Regions from separate parts of the Zea mays genome. Here region 1 is linked to region 2. The links are chromatin contacts, called in public Hi-C maps. All regions are on one chromosome and are shown on one strand. Each heading gives the region's core, a stretch centred on a gene start, on an enhancer-like site or on the middle of the called end of the contact. The rest is flanking DNA. Distances are from core to core; before and after follow the strand shown. Region 1 holds the start of LOC100284535 (phospholipase A2). Region 2 holds the start of LOC100194170.

Region 1 (7,513 bases), core at 395-2,894, 190 kb after region 2:
CCGTTCTCGCAGATCCACGGGTGGCACAGCACCTGGTGCGCGCTCAGCCTGTCCGCCGGCGGCGACCGCAGCATTCGGCGGATCAGGTCCTTGGCGCTGTCGGAGATGGCCGGCCACGGCTCCGAGTCGAAGTCGATGGCCCCCTTCAGCACGGCGTCGAAGATGCCCTGCTGCGTCTCCGCCCAGAACGGCGGCACCCCGCTGAGGAGGATGTACACGATGACCCCCGCCGTCCACACGTCCGCCTCGGGCCCGTAGTGCTTGCACAGCACCTCCGGCGCCACGTAGTAGGGGGAGCCCACCACGTCGGTGAACACCTGGCCGGGCTTGAAGAAGACGGAGAGGCCGAAGTCGATGGCCTTGAGCGACGCGTCGTGGCCCCTGTCCTTGAGCAAGAAGTTCTCGGGCTTGAGGTCCCGGTGCATGACGCCCAGCGAGTGGCACGCCTCCACGACGCCGACGATGACGCGCGCGATCTCGGCGGCCTTGCGCTCGGAGAAGTACCCCCTGTCGACGATGCGGTCGAAGAGCTCGCCGCCCTCGCAGAGCTCCATCACGATGTGGACGTAGAGCGGGTCCTCGTAGGCGCCCTTGATGGTGACGACGCTCTTGTGGCCGGCGAGGTGGTGCATGATCTGGATCTCGCGCCGCACGTCGTCGACGTCCTCGGGGGTGAGCAGCTTGCGCTTGGCGATGGACTTGCAGGCGAAGGCGGCGCCCGTGGACAGCTCCGTGCACAGGTACGTGGTGCCGAACTGCCCCTGCCCGAGCTTGCGCCCCACCGCGTAGAGGTCGCGCAGCGCCGGGGTGACGTGGCCCAGCACCGCGGTCGGGGACGACAGGTGCAGCTGGTGACCGCCCATGGTGCGACGATGCCGCTGCTGCTGCAGGTGGCAGGAGTAGGTGATGCTGCTAGTGCTGCTGCAGGCGGGGAGGGACAGGGACGACGACGACAGGGCGATGCTGTTGCTGCTGTGGTGGTGGTGACCGTACCAATAGCAGTCGGTGGTGACCGTACCAATGCATCGCTGGGCCTGGGATCAAAATAGAACAGCGCCGGGCGCCGGCATTGCTGCTGCCGTCCTAGCTCGTCGTCGTTGTCATTCAATTCGGACGATCGACACGGGACCGGCCGGGTGAGCGCCGCCGCCGATGGATTTTTGATCGATCGATCGATCCCGGGCTCGCTCCTCACCACCGATGATCGGTCGATCCTTAAACGACGGCGACGGACGATGGATCCTTGCTTAATCAAGCACTAAACTGATATCTCTCTGGTGGAGGATGGGAGGAGGGTTGGTGGAGAGAAAAGCTCGGGAAGGGACGGCGACGACAGGATGGGAATGACGGAATGGGGGAGCGGAGGCAAACAAATTCGTCGTAAGCTCCGGCGGGAATTGAGGATGACGACGCAATACAAGCTGGCCTGGATATATATAGGTAGGACAGCTTGCTTGCTGGGTGATGAGCAGCAAGCACGTATACATTACAGGGACAGGGAAGAAGAAGGACATGCATGCGTCGCCATAGCTCAGACTCAGTGCGCGAGCACAACGAACGAGCACACGCGCCAGACGTCTCACTGACAGTTGCGGCCCACACCATGACTTTCACCTGGACGCCTAGTCAGCCAAGACCTGACCCATCCTGGCCATCCAACCAATCCGGTCAACGGGAGAACATGTACGAGGCGATGTCGCCGCGCCGGGCGCTCCTCGCCATCCTCCTCGCCGTCGCCCTCGCCTCCGCTTCCTCGGCACCCCAGCCCCCGCCGTGCAGCCGCTCGTGCGCGGCCCTCAACTGCGACTGTGCGTGGCTCCCCGTCTCATCCTCATCGGTTCCATCGGGGCGGCGGGCGATCTGGTCCGGTTCCTGTTTTGTAACGCTTCTTTGCTGCAGCCCTCGGGATCCGCTACGGCAAGTACTGCGGCGTGGGCTGGAGCGGCTGCGACGGCGAGGAGCCCTGCGACGACCTCGACGCCTGCTGCCGCGACCACGACCGCTGCGTCGAGAGGAAAGGTTACGTTTCCTTCATCCCCGGCCTGCGTTTGTTGTGCTCGTTAATTAGGGTCTGAGTGAGATGGGTGGATGGATCATGATCAAGTTCCTAGCTTGCAACTCATCGGTAGCAAAGGAATTTTTCATTGGATTTGATTTCGCGTTGCAATCTGATCACTACACTTGCTCACTCCGTTTTTTTTATTTGTCGCGTTTTAGTTAAAAAAAATAAACTAGCCGGTAACAAATATTGAAGAATAGAGTCAGTTTTCTTTATTTATTTTCTGCTTGTGGTGTGGTTGGAATGCAGTGCCTTCAAGCACCATTACCACAAAATTTTGCATTTACCATCCACGAAAAGGATGACCACAGTTATTCTCCCAACCTGAACATTACATGTAATCAGTCAGTCACTCAGCCTCAGCCTGATGGGAATAGAAATGAAAATAGTGATCAACAGCGGATTAGCATGAGGATATGGTATCCCCACACCAACTCAAAATAGTTTTTGACTTTTATTCACCTGCAGTTCCTGAGCTGATGTAGCTTTTCTCTTGTTTTGATTTATCATTCTCTGCTAGGTATGATGAGCGTGAAATGCCATGAGAAATTCAAAAACTGCATGAGGAAAGTGAAAAAGGCAGGCAAGGTTGGCTTCTCCAAGAAATGCCCGTACGAGATGGCTATGGCTACAATGACTCAGGGGATGGATATGGCCATCATCCTTAGCCAGTTGGGCACCCAGAAGGTGGAACTCTAGCGTTAGCTAGCTCCGCCTCAGCTGCATGTTGATTTATTCTCACGGAAATATTTATATACTCCACTGAAGAATAGAATTTGCTTCCATATGATTACTGTTGTTTCATCGAAGTCAGAGGGATGCATAGCTTATCTTTCTTCTGCCAAATTGAAAAAGAAAGGAAAAGACTTCAGTTTATTTTCTGTAGCTTGAATAGTTTTTAGTGCTAATATCATTTTCTAAGAACGCATTCTCGTCAAGACCCTTTTTCCCTAATCATACCATCCTCTAATCCTATAAACTTAGTATATCGATCAAGACACGATATTCCTTCGATCTTTCGGGACAACCAATAAAATGACAACTTACTGGCTTAAATATTTTAGTTTTTGATGGACAACCTCACACATGCAAATAATTTAGGCCTCGTTCGTTTTGGCCGGATAAGCCCATTCCCTGCCTCATTCCAGGAGGAACGAATCAACCTGGTTTAGAATCTGGTCCAGTCTGCTAGAGTTGTTCGTTTTGACCTGGGCCGGAAACAAACCCGCCTGATTTTGATTCCCATCCCTCAATCCTCGGCCTGGAACGAGTCCAGGTGACCTACCTTCTGGTTTGGTTCCTGATCTGGAAACGGGCTGGTGACAGGAATGAGTGACAACCCATGATTCACTCGATCCTGGGCTGGCTTTGTTACTGACCTGGCTTGGATCCTGGGCTGCCGAACGGGGCCTTAGTGAGGAGCCAGAGGAAACAAGTGAAGGTGGATCAGCGATTCCTGCTCAGGTGGTTCCAAAACTATAAACTATTCCTCTACTCGCTATGCGAAAAAAACCTGATAAAATAAGTATAGTCTAGATCGTACTCATGAAACTCATATAAGAACAAGGTATTGAAATTCATCTTTACAGATCGGAGGAAGAGTAGGTTATTTAGCCCGAGACTCGAGATGTTTCTTCTAGTCCATAATTCATTTAGGCCCCGTTTGTTTGCTTTCATTTTAAGGAATTTGAATCTTACTAATAGAATAGGCTATTTTTTAGAATGTTACATTCCACCACTTTCCAAAGTTATCATATAAGCCTATCTCAAATTCATGGGGTGAGATATGGAAATTGATTCTATAGATTTACATGTTATTTTTCCGATGTACAACTTATAGCACACTCTTCTACTTGCTTCGCTATAACATAAATGTACTATATAACTATCTCTCACATATGATTTAGGATAATATACAAATATATTACATATATAAATATATAAATTTAATTAGTTTTGTCTAAATTATAATTATTAAAATGGAATTCAATTCCAACGAAACAAACGGGGTCTTAGTGTTTTAGGCGCTGATTTACAGGGAACTCAATTAAGGATATGAGCAGTATTTTTTAGTGTCTCCATCCATAAGCTAATCAACAAAGTGGAGTAACTTATCATGCCTTTTACTATATATATATATCAGGGTGTGTTTGTGCCTTTCAGACATTTTATTCTGCAGAGTGTCACCATGCATTGAATAATGGGCTACTAAACCTTACAAACGGTCTAAGAACTCGACCATAATGGGCGTGTTTCATGTAGTATTTACCACGGTCTGATCTTACTATTTTGTAAATCATGTTGATTCTCAATTTTAGTTTAAATATCTTAAGTTTTTATAATGCTTCTGACCATTCATTAACTGGATAAATATACTCATAACACGAGAAATCATCACTAAAAGTAATGAATGAATGAATGAAAATCATCGACTGTATTCACAGAAGAATGATCACAAATATCCGTATGAATTATTTCTAAAACTCACATGTTTCACTTAGCATCTTTCTTAATTTGTTTCATGTACTTTCTTTTAATGTAGTCTACGCAATGGTCAGAACATAAAAAGTATAATGGATAGAGAATTTTCTTCTTTAATTATTCCGTTTAATCCCCCCCCCCCCTCAATATATGGCCTAAACAACAATGCTACAATTTCAACGACGATTGATTTTGATCTTGCTTTCGCTTAATGCTTACATCACACATATTCATAGAGGAAGATGTATTTATCTCACTCATATGATCGTAATTAAGTAAATAAAATTTGTCTTGTCTGATGGCAAGACCAACATCAATTTTATTGAACTTAATGATACAATTTCTGTTCCCAAAATGACAGTAAATGTTCTTGTCATTAACCATGATATAAAAATCATATTCTTTCTCATAGAAAGCACAAAGAAAACATCGTTCAGTTAAAGAATGAAGTCACTATTGAAAGAAATATGGACGCCTAAGAGGGTGATGAATTAAGACTTCTAATTTTCGCTTCTAAACTAAGCCTCTAATTTTATCCCCTTAAAAAAACCTATGCGGATACCTAATCTAGCCATGATTTGCTTGCACCTGGTCTGTCAGATAATATCGTTCTATCTTACATACAAGTCATCATTTACCTACCCCATGTAAGGGCACTAGCTGTCCAGCTCATTATCATGTCTTGTGGGATGAAAACAACTTCTCTGCTGATGAGTTGCAGACTCTTACAAACAACCTCTGTTACACGTAAGTGCTTATTTCTCTGGTGAAATTACCTTTTGGAACACTATTTTTCTAACTTGCATCATATTCATATGTGCAGTTATGCAAGGTGCACCTGCTCTGTATCGATCGGTAAGCTATCCCCTCTTCCAGGGACTACTGGCAAGTATTGCTTGTGCCAGGTTGGTGATGGTTCATGTCACGGGCAGCTTGCAACTCTGGCCAGTACCTATTGCTTTCACAATCATCATGGACATCTACTATTTTATTTTATTTACTGTTTTTAACACATTTATTTACTTATTTTCCATTTACATCTTTCGCAGTCAATGACAGTTATGAGGAAAAAAAAGGAGGAAACAGATTATCACTCGGGCACACATCTGGTTTTGGTCAGGATAGCCCCTCAATTCAGGCAGCATCCGAGAGATGGGAGGCTGGAAGCACTGGTCCAAGTAAGTTGCTCACAGTTCTGCAGGGTTCAGAGTTAAGACAGACACAGCGTTTATCATGTATTATTAATTGTATCAAATGATTGTTCTTTGCAGCTGCAGCATGATAAGCTCTCACCTTTGAATCCTTATCTGTGTCCCTCTGCACAACAAACCATCGGTCAGTCAGTTCAGTTGCTTCTTCAGTAAATTTTTAAGAGTGGATACACTTGCCTTTCTTTTGGCCTTGTTGCCGACCTATCAGGCAATGCCGCTGCCGTAGCTTGCTCAGGCTGTTCGCCCACTTTTGGCACCGTATTTGCCTGAAAACATCAATGAAGTTAAAATTTTGCACCTTGAAAACACAATGAGAATCCTACTCCAGCTATTAATGGTCCTTGACTCACCAGCTTCCTATAATGAAGGTTGTAGAACATGTTTAGGTAATGCTGTTTGTCCTGCTTCTCTTGTTTATCCAGAGTCCTCCAGAAGCCATACATGGACCCCATGTTCAGAACTTTGGTTGCATAGATCTGCCAGGTGTAGCTGCAATCGAAGACAACACACATGTCACACACGATGGTGGTGGGATGATTACCGGAGATGCATGCGTTACCATTCGTAGATGCGTTGCAGTCCAGCAGTGGACATTCTGTTCCAGTACATTGGATCTTCGTTGCATTTCTGGAAGAAGTTGGCAATCTTGTTGCTTGCCTCTTTGCCATCAAGTGGATTGATATGGAAACCGGAGACCTCATTGACGATGATTTCTGCGGGGCCTCCCTGATTTGTTGCAAAGGTTGGCAGCCCACAGTTCATTGCCTCAATGACAGTTAGTCCGAACGCTTCATAGAGCGCAGGCTGAAAGAGGTAGCACAGCATTGGATTGGATGGCTAGGTTAGTTCATTACTATACTAGCATCATATCACCGTCTGTATCGTAACTTACCTGAACAAAGGCTCCCCTGGTATCTGCTACGCAACGGTAAAGTTCCCCGTTGCGCACACGGTCTGTCTGGGCTTTTATCCAGCGGATCTGCCCCTTGAGCTGGTACTTGTTGATCAAACTGTGCATCTCGTTTATCTCCTCAATCTCCTCCCTGTCCTTGGAGTGCTTGGGGTCCAGGAGCCCTCCCACGACTACAAGGTTAGCAAGGTCCCTGAGCCTCTTGTTCTGGCCATACCATTCAACCAGCCCAGTGATGTTCTTGACCTTGTCAAGCCTTGCCATTGAAAATATGACCGGCTTGCTCCTGTCTTGCAAGTACCCTCTGCTTGCATTGCATCATAAAAAGTTGACATGCCAAGAGTCAAAGGGAAGGAAGCAAGGCTGATACTTACATGTGCTCATCATTTTCCTCTTTGCCGTAGACTAGCTCCTCGATCTGTGGGTGCAAGCCCATGAGGCGCTTGTGCTTTAGTGTGAAGGGGAAATAAACAGATTGATCTGCGCCAGGCGCAGCGATATTGAACTTGGGGTCGAAGACGCTGATGCCTGTAGCGAAGCGGCAGAGCCCTGGCATTGTGAACGCATAGTGGCTCTCATACTGGCCAGGTTTGTCTTTGCTGCAGGGGAGGGGTGTGGTGTGAGATGGCATTTGGACAAGCAAAGCAATGCGCACAAGAGGAATCTAGACATTTATTATTCAGGCGATGGCTGACCTTCCTGCTATTTCTTGGTAGGTGCTAGCGATGATGAAGTCGCTGGTGTTCATCGCGATCATATCAGCAGTAAACTGGCATGAGAAATGATACCTGTGGTCCATTTCCCTCCACTTGACATCGGAATCCTCATACTTTGTCTTCTCGAGAGCATGCG
Region 2 (7,296 bases), core at 74-2,573:
GCATGAAAAGGCAGTGGAGAAAGACTAGTAACAGCAGAAACAGCTACCATCCCATCTGAAGACATTTGACATAAATGGCACTTACTTGTGCTCCGATTCATCTTGCATAAATGCATGTAATGCTTCAACAGCCAAGGAGAAAGACAGGAACAATAGAAACAGCTGTCTACATAAAGAACCATAGGGTGGTGGTCAAAATGTTAGCACAAAGCAAAAGGACAGAAAGGGTTAAAAGTGTAATACAAACAGGGTGTTTTTTTCCGGCAAGTTGTAGGGAGTAGGGACATTACACGTGATAACCAAGCAAAGATGTAAACCATGGATGAATTTCAGCTCTATCATCAAACAAATGTTTAACATAAACTTGAAAGATGGGCTTGTACATTATTAATCTGGGAGAACTCTGTACAAATGTATGCACACGTATCCATAAGATGGAAGGTTTTGGAAGCTTACAGCATTTGTAAAGGCAGCCAGAACCTCCAATCGCTTGTACCTGAAAGAAAGCAGACAACAATAAGTGAGTGTGAATTAGTGCACAGACGAACAGAAATAGAGCCTGAAAGGCGGGAGGGAATGAGGAGACTGGCCCATAGGTGTAGAGGTTATCAGGCTTGGTTCGGGATGCAGCCATAGCAAACAATGAGAAAGTTAACAAGCCGCATCCAAAGGTGAGATGGAAAGCATCTGAAACTAAGCCTGCAAAACAAAGGGCACCTGTAAGCACTGCTCTGAATTCCTCTTCCATCCAGCAGCATAAATGAAACAGATAGACCGAGTAGTAGATGTAGGATGCAATAATAGTTTATAGGATGCAGTATCAGCATGCAGAAGTGCTTGGAATGAATCGATTGACGAAGCCCTAGGATCAATTAACTATGTCGTAATCTGAGTCATGGAGCCCTTGTTGATGCAATACCTACGCGTCCGGTGAAGAGGCCGATGGCGAACTCGGTGGCAGAGTAGGCAACGTTGAGGGCGAGGAGGAGGGCGAGGCGGCGCATGGGGCGGCTGGCCGTGGCGAGGCGGAGTAGCTTCCTGCTGGGCTTGGGCCCCTCGTAGACTGGGGGAAGGGGAAGGGGGGCGGGCATGGAGATGGAGGAGTCGGACCGAGCGAGGCGCGGCGTGGTGGCGTTGGAGGAGAGTTGGCGGGAGAAGGCAAGACGACGGTCCCCACTGCCGACGACGCCGTAGTTGGCGTTCCATGCCGCCTTCGCCGTGGGGGTGTCCATGTCGCCGCCGAGGATCTGCTGCTGCTGCTGCTATCGGGGGATCGAGGGTAGCGGTCAAAGCACACCGTGCCTGTGCTGACTGGTGAGACGAGGATGAGGATTGTGGCCGTTGGATCTTGACGAAGAGGGATGGGAATTGGGATCATTGTCACTTGACTCGCGTTTGGTTTGGAGATCTAGAATCAGGGTTAAGAAATATTTATTAAAAATAATGAATAAGAAGGTCATCCCTAAAAATAAGGATATAGTCAGCCTAGAATTGATCACATTCCATCCCTCGCTGACACCAATCCAATTTCCTATATTACAAACCCGGTAAGAAACGAGGTGTCCACGTCGGCGTAAATTTTTCAGGCCGTTAGATTCGTAATCAAGCGTCATACAGTCTCTTGGATTTTCTTGTAAAAAATCCCATCTCTCTATGCCTCTGGATGCTTCGGCGGCACTCTCCCTCGCGTTAGCTCGCTTTGACCCCGCGCGGAGCTTCTCCTCGGCGTCGTCGCCTACTCCGTCGCCGCTTCCTCTTCACGCCGAGCGCTACAGGTTTGTTCCGACCTCGCTCCCTCTGCCATTGCAACCGCGCTGGATTTTATACGGTTCGGCATCATTACGCCTTTCAGCTTTTGGCTGCGTTCTTGGTTCTAGGGTTCGTATCCTCTGCCTGCTAGATCTTTGCTCAGCTTCATGTTTGTACTGGCGGATGTGTGACAGCGAATCGTATTCATAGAAATCCTCTCGAAATCTATCCTAACCTCGCCCCTAAAACCATAGCTAGGATGGTGCGCCGTTCTGCACGACGTTCCCAGTTGTGAACTCCGATTCTTCTGCTCCGGTCGCCGCTCACCTTTGCTGGACGGAGTTCCAGTGCGGGCGCATATCACCGATGGCCGCTGATCCTCCTTGCGCTCGCTGAGCTGCCAGATGATACCGGCGATGAAACTGAACCCGTCGTTCTGTAATATGGGTTCCCTCCTCGCTGAGCTGCCAGATGATACTCCTGCCTTCTACGGTGCTGAGCTATAAAAAAATGACTTCAATGTCAGCTTCTATACAAGCGTTGGGTTCATAGGAAACTCCAGCTGGAACTTATTAACTCTTATTTATTCTAAATCAATTTGTAGGTCTCTAACTCTGTCTGGTAATCATTAACCCTGTCTGCTAATTATATGTTCAATTGTGGCTGTCAGTCTTTTCCAGCAAGGGGTCTTATTTATTCTAAATCAATTTGTAGGTCTCTAACTCTGTCTGCTAATCATTAACCCTGTCTGCTAATTATATGTTCAATTGTGGTTGTCAGTCTTTTCCAACAAGGGGTAAAAAGTAGGCTCCCCTCCTGAAAGGCACACATGAGTATGCCTATAGCATGCTGTTGGGTTTAGATTCTTGATCAGTTCAAACATGGGGGAATCCTGTGTTTATTCTTGTTTTTTTTATATCAGTTCAAACAGAGAGCCACGAACATGTTTGAATGCCTTCATTTGACAGATGAACCAATATTCTAATATTGGTTGCTGAACATGGGGGACATGATTTAGGCTGGTGGCGCCTTGTCATGCCCTGATGTTTGTTGTATTGCCCATGAGTCACAGACAAAGCATCCTTTCTTATTACCCTTTGGAGGTTTCAGCTCAGTGATTTTAGGTCAGCAAAGCGACTGTCAGCCTCAAGTCCCACCCAACCGTGCAAGTGACGGATGAGGATGTCTTGCACTACATCCATGTAGTGTTCATTATCTGTTGTAACATATAAAAGCTTTTAGCTGAACCTAAAATAGGATAAAAACAAATTATTGGTTAACTGCACATGTAGTGTTCATGCTGCCTTCCCCTATGCACCAATGCTTTTATCGATTTGGTTCATAAACGTCTTTTATGCGTCGACAAACAAAGGGTTGCTCCTAAATGCTGCACTTATATTGTCTTTGATACTAAATGTGGTACTACCATGAGCTAATTTCGCCTGTACTCACAAAAAAAGCTTTATCTCCTTGTGCTTGTGTGTTTCCTCTGCTTCGCAACCACCTAAATTAGTTGTTTGTTTATGTCAGTACAAGGGAATCAACATTGGGTTCTAGGTTTATACCAGCGCTCTAAATTGTTTCTTTGATTTTTTTCCCTATATGTACAAATGGCATTGATCATCTTTTGGGTTTCATCATTCCAGAAACCCCTTTCTTATGGTTTAATTTTTTTATATGGGGATTTACAGTTTAGAGTTTAATCCCTTTCTTATGTAGTGCAATTTTCAGATGCGGAAGCAGGTCTTCCTACAGCCCCTGCTTCAAAATAGCTTGCTTTATATTTTGTAGAATTCGTCAATATAATTGGAGTATAAGCATTATGTTTACATTAAAAGAATATGAGTGTTATCATTATGTTTTCCAGATGGGGTTAACATTGTACTTGCCAATTGTTTTTATCAGGAATCTTGTCCTTTCTTGGTGATACCGGTACGCGCAAGAATTATCATCCACCCACCATCTATCTAAGGAGGTAATTGCATTTTGCCTTCCCTACAAATTTGCGTACAAATCAATTTGTTACATATGAGAATGATGGTTCTTCTGCATTCATATAGTAGAAATGTCTTCCCTACTAATTCAATTGTCTACAATATTGCAAATGGATTTTCTATCTTATTTCATATGTTAAGCAGTGGCCTGATTGTTTGATGTACTCGGTTCATTAAATTAAAGGAATTTTTTTCAAAGAACATTTGTTAGGCAGTGGCCATATTAGTTAATACACTAACTGTAAAGTACACAACTAAATTAGATAACCATGGATATACATAAATAGAAGCATAAATATACAATTATATGTACACACATACGGAATGTATGTCTCAGATTTTTTCCCTAAAAATAACATAAGAGATTAGTGTCACTATGTTTTCATATATACAAAGATATCTGGATATATACACACATATAGATTGTCTATATCGATTGTCTAGTATGAATAACATACATGAATAACATACAAGAAGCGAAGTAAGTATCTTCGCCTAATCATAAATAAACACTGCTTTATTTCAAACCGTTTCAATTCCACATGTTCCCATAATTATATAGATATGTACTCTTCTTTTACCAAAAAAAAGAAAGAAAAACGTAGTGTTCGTTTTGGCTCAGACCACATTTTTTAATCCTAAGCACACAACACTTTTAAAAATAAGAGATATCATTCTAGTTTTTTTTAATATGCCCAATGCACATCAATCTTGTGTACAAGACTATCTTATGATTCATCTACCGCATTCGTATATAGACATATGATTATATGTATAAATCATATAGTTAATTTACATAGTCTTAGTAAACTGCAGAATCATATCATAGGCAGCGTATGCTGCTACGATAAAAATTTTACAACCATATTTACAACGTGGTATCCAAAATGGAGCATATTAATCCAAATAGCAGAAAAAAAGGAGTAAGTGTCTTATTACTCTTCCACAAATTGTTTCCCCTTCCACTGTACAGATTATGATATGCTCATGGCACATTAAATATAACAGATCATAGTAATGCATGTTGTGCCCCATCAGCTATATCTCCTGGCGAAGCTCGCCGTATACGTAGGCATTTATTGAATGAACGAAGGTTATTATCCGCAGGTAGCATCATCAACAGATAATTTTTAAATAGGGTTTCCATGACTATCTAGTGATAATAAAGGGGATAAATTGTATTAGGTACTGCCATATCTGCTCAACAGACTCCAACATTGCAATGTGGTCACTTTGACCCAGAATTTGTTAAAACATTCAAAGGTACGATCGTTTGTACATTTAATCCGTTAAATATTTACATTACTAGGTATAGTTCGCTATCTTTCATAATTTGTGAAAAGTAGGAAACCAAAAGAAAAAAAATATCATTATTCTCTATTCATATTTCACATTTTATAGCCAAGCTATTCTAACATGCTTTTCATAGTTGCTTTGTATACCACTGGTATCAATTAATCGTACAAGCTGTACCTCGAAATTACAGCAGCGAAGTAAACATTAACTTGGTATATGAAGTAAAAAGGGATAGAGCAGATAGTGAGACATTAGCTACGGATACATCAGTTCAGAAAAAGAGTCACCACTTATTCAATATTTCTGTAATCAATTGAGCCCACATCTTGTAGTCGGAAATTTACATCACAATGTTTCGTGCATGAAACACCTCTACTTAACATAGTATCAAAATGCATAGCGCAAAGACCTCAGATTTCCAGTATAGTTCTTATCTGCTCAGGAGAGTGCTTAACCAACGACCTTGGGTCAGGATAATTGTTATTTCGATCCATCGCTGCGCTGTAAATGAGCTCATAAGATTCTGCTAGAGCTCTTGCCAAACCATAGCAAGCATTTGAACGTAATCTTGGAACCTGCAGTTACTCAAATTCAGGCAAAGGAACCTTCTGTTCCAGTCACGATGCCAAAGAATGCCTTCAAGCATCTTAAAAACATTTGTAGCGACGTTTCGATAATATCTGCCAGAGACCTTGCATCGACCTTATGTATAGCATCTTATTTGACGGTCCACATTTCCTAAGAATGTTGTCAACTTCTTTATCGACAATGGCATGAATATGTACTTCGATCATAGAGCGCAGGTTGTTTAATTTACATAGCTTGTAGCAACCTCCTGGCCCATCAATGGCTCCTGAATAGCTGACAAACAGTTGATGAGGTAGACTTTGGACAAACCTACCGTCATAAACTATCTTTATATATAGTTTCCATATCATTGCCATTAGTCACAGCATTTGCACGTAAACTAACCAACACGCTATTCTCGTGGAGAACATTTGCATGTTGTTTATTCAGAAAATTTTGTAAATACACTAAATAATTTAATAAATTTCTCTGTACATCTAAGCTATCTCTTCAATGTATGCAATTTCATGTCATCTATTCTTATTATCTTACTATATGATGACAGGGTACGTCCATCCACGCTGAGATTGCAGCCGCTCTGGCAGTTGACAAAGGCTCAATGATAGAAATTGAAAAAGTATATGAGCTCAAACGCTTTCGTGTCACGCCTTCCAGAAACTATTTTAAACCTGTTACAACAACTTCATGATACAATTCACTCTGTACACTCAAGCCAAAGTTGTCAAAGATCCACCACAAGTGTTTCCCATATATATCTACAAGCTCACATGCTTTGAAAATATAGAAGATAACATTGACAATAGAACTTACTTGATTGGTAAGAAACATTTTGATAAATTAAAATACACTCACTTAGGTTACAAGGATATACACATCGTTTACAAGTAAATAATTTACTTATCCAATAATGTAGATGTCCTTGGAATGTTGACACAAATTAATCCTCCACATCTAATTGGCTACAACAACTCAACCATCATCAGAGACATCTTCATCAAAAATACAAGGTACAAAATTCTCCTTTATGTATTACTACTACAATCTTGCCACATAGAATGTGTGACAAGCACTATGAAATCTTTGCACCACTAATCCTTATATCAGATTGTGTATTCATACTAGCTATATTGTTCTTATTTCTTTAGTGACATGTCTCTAAAAATTACTCTCTGGGGAAATCAAGCATCAAGCTTTTCTATCAGTGATGTTTACAATCAAAGCAACAACCAGCCTATTGTCATATTGCTCGTTGGATTTCTTGCTAAACGATTCAAAGGTTATGATCCAAACTTTTGAAAAGAACAATTGGATTATTTATTTCAATATGTATGATAACACATATTCTACATGTAATGTAGGTCAACCATACCTAAGCAGTACTACAGCAAGTTCATGGTACTTCAATCCTGGAATTCCTGAGGCACAGACCTACTACAACAGGTAAACAAAATAAATTTTGGATACACTTCCTTCAATACGTGCGAATGATTCTATTTAATCTGGTTCTCTTTAATCTATGTGCCCACATTTAACTGGTTCTCTTTAATCTAGTTCTCTTGAAGCAACATAAATCTGGTTCTCTTTAATTTTATGCCCACATTTGTCTAACAGTTTAATAAGCTACAATCTACTACACTACCAGTAGTAATATTTAAATTGAAATTGTAGA

Evidence for each region. A called contact is a pair of places that touch in the nucleus more often than the background predicts.
Region 1: a Hi-C map of ear shows a contact between it and region 2, with 2.7 times the contacts expected there. The contact joins the promoter of LOC100284535 here to the promoter of LOC100194170 in region 2. A contact is called at or near these places in 6 of 25 Hi-C or Micro-C datasets (ear, leaf, root tip and 1 more).

Annotation. Positions count from the first base shown.
Region 1 is chr4:173,810,188-173,817,700 of Zm-B73-REFERENCE-NAM-5.0, forward strand. LOC100284535 (phospholipase A2) reads left to right here and starts at 1,645. Exons shown (of 3, transcript NM_001157430.1): 1 at 1,645-1,808; 2 at 1,900-2,019; 3 at 2,580-2,932. The coding sequence starts at 1,682. The coding sequence ends at 2,758. LOC100384477 reads right to left here and starts at 1,101. Exons shown (of 2, transcript NM_001177008.1): 1 at 1-1,101. The coding sequence starts at 863. LOC103654087 (sucrose synthase 6) reads right to left here. Exons shown (of 11, transcript XM_008680885.3): 4 at 7,357-7,513; 5 at 7,036-7,260; 6 at 6,644-6,965; 7 at 6,311-6,555; 8 at 6,102-6,240; 9 at 5,929-6,017; 10 at 5,834-5,857; 11 at 4,924-5,735. The coding sequence ends at 5,675.
Region 2 is chr4:173,621,619-173,628,914 of Zm-B73-REFERENCE-NAM-5.0, forward strand. It overlaps LOC100194170, which reads right to left and starts at 1,324. Exons shown (of 10, transcript NM_001367048.1): 1 at 920-1,324; 2 at 591-699; 3 at 457-496; 4 at 86-162. The coding sequence starts at 1,232. It also overlaps the pseudogene LOC103654084 and the pseudogene LOC103654085.